Regions from separate parts of the Rattus norvegicus genome. Here region 1 is linked to region 2. A link is a contact called in public Hi-C data. All regions are on one chromosome and are shown on one strand. Each heading gives the region's core, a stretch centred on a gene start, on an enhancer-like site or on the middle of the called end of the contact. The rest is flanking DNA. Distances are from core to core; before and after follow the strand shown. Region 1 has its middle 16 kb from the start of Scg2. Region 2 has its middle 54 kb from the start of Kcne4.

The links. Hi-C and Micro-C count contacts between places; a contact is called where the count stands out from the background.
Region 1: a Hi-C map of hepatocytes shows a contact between it and region 2, with 1.5 times the contacts expected there. The contact joins two enhancer-like sites. A contact is called at or near these places in 2 of 12 Hi-C or Micro-C datasets (hepatocytes and liver).

The regions. Positions count from the first base shown.
Region 1 is chr9:88,239,197-88,241,896 of GRCr8, forward strand. No RefSeq gene overlaps it. Among named protein-coding and RNA genes, the nearest start is that of Scg2, 16 kb to the right of the region's middle. Within about 2 kb of position 1,450, at least 1 of the 93 cell types and tissues checked has an H3K27ac peak or open chromatin away from gene starts, as enhancers often do. A contact at or near this core is called in hepatocytes, where this site is marked.
Region 2 is chr9:87,640,716-87,643,415 of GRCr8, forward strand. No RefSeq gene overlaps it. Among named protein-coding and RNA genes, the nearest start is that of Kcne4, 54 kb to the right of the region's middle. Within about 2 kb of position 1,251, at least 2 of the 93 cell types and tissues checked have an H3K27ac peak or open chromatin away from gene starts, as enhancers often do. A contact at or near this core is called in hepatocytes, where this site is marked.

The DNA.
Region 1 (2,700 bases), core at 200-2,699, 600 kb after region 2:
ATATATTTTGAGGAGTGACGGGAGATTACTCTGAAAACAAAGAACTATGTGAGTATGAAGCACCTTCCAATGCAAGCTTGTGACTCTAGAGTCTGCCAGATTGGAAGAAACTATGGCAAATTCTTAAGCCCTGGTGACAAGCTTAGCTCAGATATAATAAAAGGAGACCATTCAGGGGTAGGTTCAAATGGATGCCAAAGTGAACACTGAGAATCTGCTAAATCAAGAGATGTTAAGACTTTGCTAATCTACCAAAATGCTGTGCGGTTAGAGAAAGTTTGTATTAAAGTCTAACTTAGGACACAGAATGTTTCAAAATATGGAAGTTTTAAGAGCAAATTTTTGTTTCAGGTTGTTATGTCCATGGTTACCTAACTGTCTATAGCAATGGCTCTCAACCTGTGAGTCGACTCCTGGGGGTGGGAGTAGGGGGTCAAATATAAATATTAAGATCATGATTCATAACAATAGCAAAATTACAGTTATGTAGGAACAGCAAAATAACTTTATGGTTGGGGGCCACCACAGCCTGAGAAACTGTATTAAAGCATTCACAGCATTATGAAAGTAAGAACCACCAGTCTATAGCCAGAAACCATTAATATGACTCCATAGCTTCTTCCACAAAATAAGGAACCTCTTTTCTCACCTCTTCAATCTAACTGCTCCCAAGCCTTATTTGACAAAGAGGCTGAGGTAGATAGGATAGTCACTTCCAAATCCAGATTTCCTCTATTGAGGGAGGCTGATGAGTTCCACTATATTACCCTCTGAAAATCCCATAAAACAACAGTGAGGAAAAATGGGACAAATGAGTTTAAATGCCCAGAATTCTGGAGAGGACATCAGAAGTGTCAAACTATTGGAACTGAAATAAAATAACTGATTATCTATGAAAATATCTAGATCATTGTTAATAAACTGGCACACTTAATTTTCAAAGTCCATTTTTCTCTTGAAGGCCACATAGTATTAACAGTCATTGCTTGAAATTGAAATCCAGTCAAATTGCCTTAGAAATGTGGTAAGTTGATGTAAGTGAAAAGTTATGCTATGTATCTGACTCTTCTGTTACCTTAAGACGTTGCCTTTGGGAATGGTTTCTACAATATTACTGCTCGCTTTTGATACAGTTACTGGTCATCTTGGGAGACTTGTAGATCCTAGTTTTGTTCTGGTCAGTTTTGCCACTAGAGTTCTCCTGGTTGATGGTAACATGGGAAGCATTCTGAACAAATTAAAAGTTTGTTACTGGCTTTCTTGACCGATAACTTTAGCCCTTAATTTAGCAATTACTAGTCAAGTGTTCCTAGTTCTGAGCTCATTTCTGGTTGAAAGACTTGTTGTGAAATTTTTAAAATTGCCAGAGAGCAAATGACCCGCTACTGACCTGAGTCACTCAATAAATTACAAAACTACGGTAACTAAACATTCTCTAACTGCAATGCTTTGTCTTTATTTCCACATATAGTTCACATTAACCTAGCCTGTAATTTCTGAAGCTTCCTACTCTGCCTGAGCCTCCATGAGTTGGCAGTGTGTTGAGCTTCTGAGTCTCAAAAGGTCAGATGGAAAGTCTTGGCCTAACATATCATCCCAACTGAAGCTAGCAAAAAACCACATCTTCTCTTTTTCTACCAGCACTCTGACTCGTGAGGGTCAGCTTCTCAGTGCCTCCTGCTTGGGCGTACTTTGTTTTACACTTATGCCTTTGAAAAGAAAGACTCTGTACCTCGACTGTCCAAGGGGCTGGGAAGAGTAGACCACTGTTTAAACCTCCCCAATTTAACTATGTGGGGAAAAAAGAAAGAACATACCGTTCTCTTCACATGGATCTAAAGTCTCTGTGCTCATGACAGAAGCCAGATGTTTACAAAACACCCTTCTCGTTATTTAAATGTACCTTCTAATTGTCATACTTCATTGAAAACTTCAAGAAAAGATTAAACAGATTGGACACCAGAGCAACAGACTCAAATCTGCACAGCTCTTGGCAAAGCTTTTCTTTGTAGCTGCATATGGTCCACCCATAGATCATAGCCCATGGATGAACTTTCAGGATCTCAGGAGTAGGAAACAGGATCAGGCGTCAAGCACATGAGACACTGTGGAGAAGACTCACTGTTGGCATTCAGATCTGGGCTTCACATCCCAGAAGCTATAGTGATTTTCTTTTTGAATTCTAGCACCATAGTTACCTGGGGCAAAAGCCCTCGGCATCAAGGTATGCCAATTAATTCTTTCTTGCAGATAAAATGAGACCACAAGGAGCCCAAAGATACATGTACAGCAGTGTCACGTACCAGAGGCAACCCCCAGTGTTATAGAGGCGATGCACATGCACGAGACAAGAATGAATAGCATCTTTCCTCTGGCTCCTTCTTATATTAATGTTCTTTCACTTTTCTCATTTCTAGGAGAATTATTTGTTCTTAGTGTTCTGAGGAAGTTGCTCATCAAAAGCAAGAACAGAAGACTAGAGAGAGCGCGTGCTTCACTTGCAGTGTGTGTGATTACATAAATCAATTCCATTAACTCCATAGCAGAAACTGTGCTTCCTGCTACCCAGTGACCTAAGGAAGATCTCCTGACTCACCATTTGTTCCTTTTACAAGTAATAGATGTGATTACAAAGCCAGGATGTGGCTGCAGACACATGACTGTGCTCGGCGTCTCCCCTCCTCCCCTCCCATGGCCTCC
Region 2 (2,700 bases), core at 1-2,500:
CTACAGTGTACTTATATACAATAAATAAAAAAAAAATCTTTAAAAAAAAGGAGTACATGATATAGCATCTATAAGAATTTAAAATAGCTTGTGGTGTGTAGCAAAAGCAGTCAAAGCAGATGGAGGAGTAGATTCGATTGCGTTTATAAAGTCTTTCGAGTGTGCAAACTCCCTGTGTGTCTGAGAGATGCCCACTCTCACCCTGCCCTGAATAACTCATCTCTACCATTTCTTCCTCTGTAGTAACACAGAACTGTGGATGCCTGCAACCCTTCCTCTCCTAGGACCTGTGGGTGGCTGGAGAGATTATTTTATCGTATATTCATTGCTTGTCACGTGCTAATAAAAACAGGAATGACTTGGAAAGCCTAGGAAAGTGCAAATTATTATCAGGTATGTCTGAGGGTAGGGCTAAGATATTCTTTCTCCCTCTCTCTTGCTCTTTCTGTCTGTCTGTCTCTCTTTCCTTTTTCTTTTTTTCTCAAACTCTTGATCCTTCTGCTTTATCCTCTGAGTTTTGAGAGAACATATGCAGAGTGCCGCTGTTCCCAGACCTACACTTATTTTTTAAAAATTTATTTATTTATTCATTTATTTTTGTGTGTTTGTGTTTGTGTTTGTGTGTGTCAGTATGCAAGTGTAATGAAAGACAACTTGAGGCAGTTATTTCCCTCCCTCCAGCATACCGATTCTGGGGGGGTCAAACTCAGGCCCTCAGTCTTGTGCAGCAAGAACTTTTCCTCTCAAGCCATCTGGTCAGCTCCTGCTTCCACATTTATTACGAGGTCTCCAGTGACACTGATGTTTCTGGTCTGGGGACTGCATTTTGAGTAGTCAGGGTTTAAAAGAAAAAGTGACCCCGGGGGGAGAGAGCTTCTCCCTGGTGAATCTTGTGAGAAAGAATCCCAGGAGCTCAGTTGAGGCTTGTAAGGGGTTTCCGATGAACTTCTGCATGGCCCTTGACCAGAAATGCGGCAAGAGATTTTTGTTGAAGTTCCTAAAAAACCATAGAAACCCAGTGGTTTTGAATCTTGCTTTTAATTAAAAAAGAAAATTAAAGATCCTTTCCTCAGCTGCCACCTAGGTGCTTGGTTCTACCGAGGAAACTAAGGCTGCGTTGGGGACTAGCACCAAGTCCGTAGTCTGTCTCCAAGCTTGCCTGTATCTGCTCAGCCCTTATCCTAAACGATGAAGAGGCAAGGGTCACGGAGGATAAGATCAATGCCCTCAATTAAAGCAGCTGGTGTCAATGTTGAACCTTTGTGGCCTGGCTTGTTTGCAAAGGCCCTGGCCAATGTTAACATTTGCAATGTAAGGGCCTGTGGCCGGGCTCCAGCAGCTGGAGCCGGGCCTGCTGGCGGTCGTGCCCCAGTGAGAAGAAAGTAGAAGCAAAGAAGAATCTGAGAAGTTGGATGGTGACATGGGCTTTGGTCTTTTTCACTAAACTGCTTTTGTTAACATGTCTAATAAAGAGCTGAACCTGTACATAAATAAATAAAATAAGTCATTGAATCTTTCTCTTAATGGATTATTCCATTAGAGTCTTATGACTCTAAAAAGAGAGTCAGGGAGTCAAATGTACACATTGGAAGCGTAGGCACTCATAAGTAAATTCAGGTCAAATATGTGTCTAAGAAATGACGTCACTTGACTTGGATGTAAAGCATTGCCCAGATGGATCCCACTTGTGACCAAGGACAGCCCCAGTCAATAATCCTGCCTGCCTGCCTGCCTGCCTATCTGCTTATGTTTGGTAATGCTGGGCATGTGCATATGAAGACCAGAGGTCAACACTAGGTGTCTTAAGTGCGAGCCATCTTATCTTTTGAGACAGGATCTCTCACTAAACCTAGAATTTACTCTTCGGCTAAACCAACTGGAGAGTAACTGTCAGGCATCTGGTTGTCTCCGCCTTCAGCATGGATATTAAAGATTCATGCTGTCCTACTTAACTTTGTAGATCTGAGCCGAGGTCCTGACATCTATGAACCAAGCACTTTGCCCACAGAGCTGCCTTCTCAGCCTAAGAATGGCATTTTGATGGCATGTGTCTGTGAGGAAAGTGAGGAGTGGGTATCTTGGAGGAGATGGGGAAAGGGATAAATATGATAAAAATGTAATGTACAAAATTCCTAATGAATTAATAACGTTTAGAAAAGAAGACCAACAACAATCAAAAAAAGTATAGAAGACGTCTTGTCGAGAGTTGAAGAGACCCTTGGGAAGTGGCGGAGTATGGAAAGTGGAGTCTCATTAGAGGAAGTGAGTCATGAGAGGTGTTTTTGGAGACTAGATCTTGCCTTGGGCTTCACTGTGACTGCTTCTGTCTGCTCCCCATCAGCCATGATGTGGAAACTTTCTTTGTCATACCCTCTTGATACTTTGGTGTTATGATCAAAAGTGGGAAGTGAAAGCCACGATGGGCCGAAGACTCCGTGAGCCCAAGCAAGTCGTCCCTTCTTCTTGTGACTTGACTATAAAATGTTTCCTACAGGCTCACATGGTTGAATACTTGGTTCCTGTCATAAACCCCTGGAACTGTGAGCTAAAACAGATCCTTAGGTCATTAAAGTCAGGAGATTTTTATCACAGTGATGAGAAAATAATTGAGACAACCCTTCAAGATGCTCTGTGAGGTAATAGATGTTCCTAATAGAGAAAGATTTATTTCTGACAATACAACCTCAAGTCTTGTGAAGG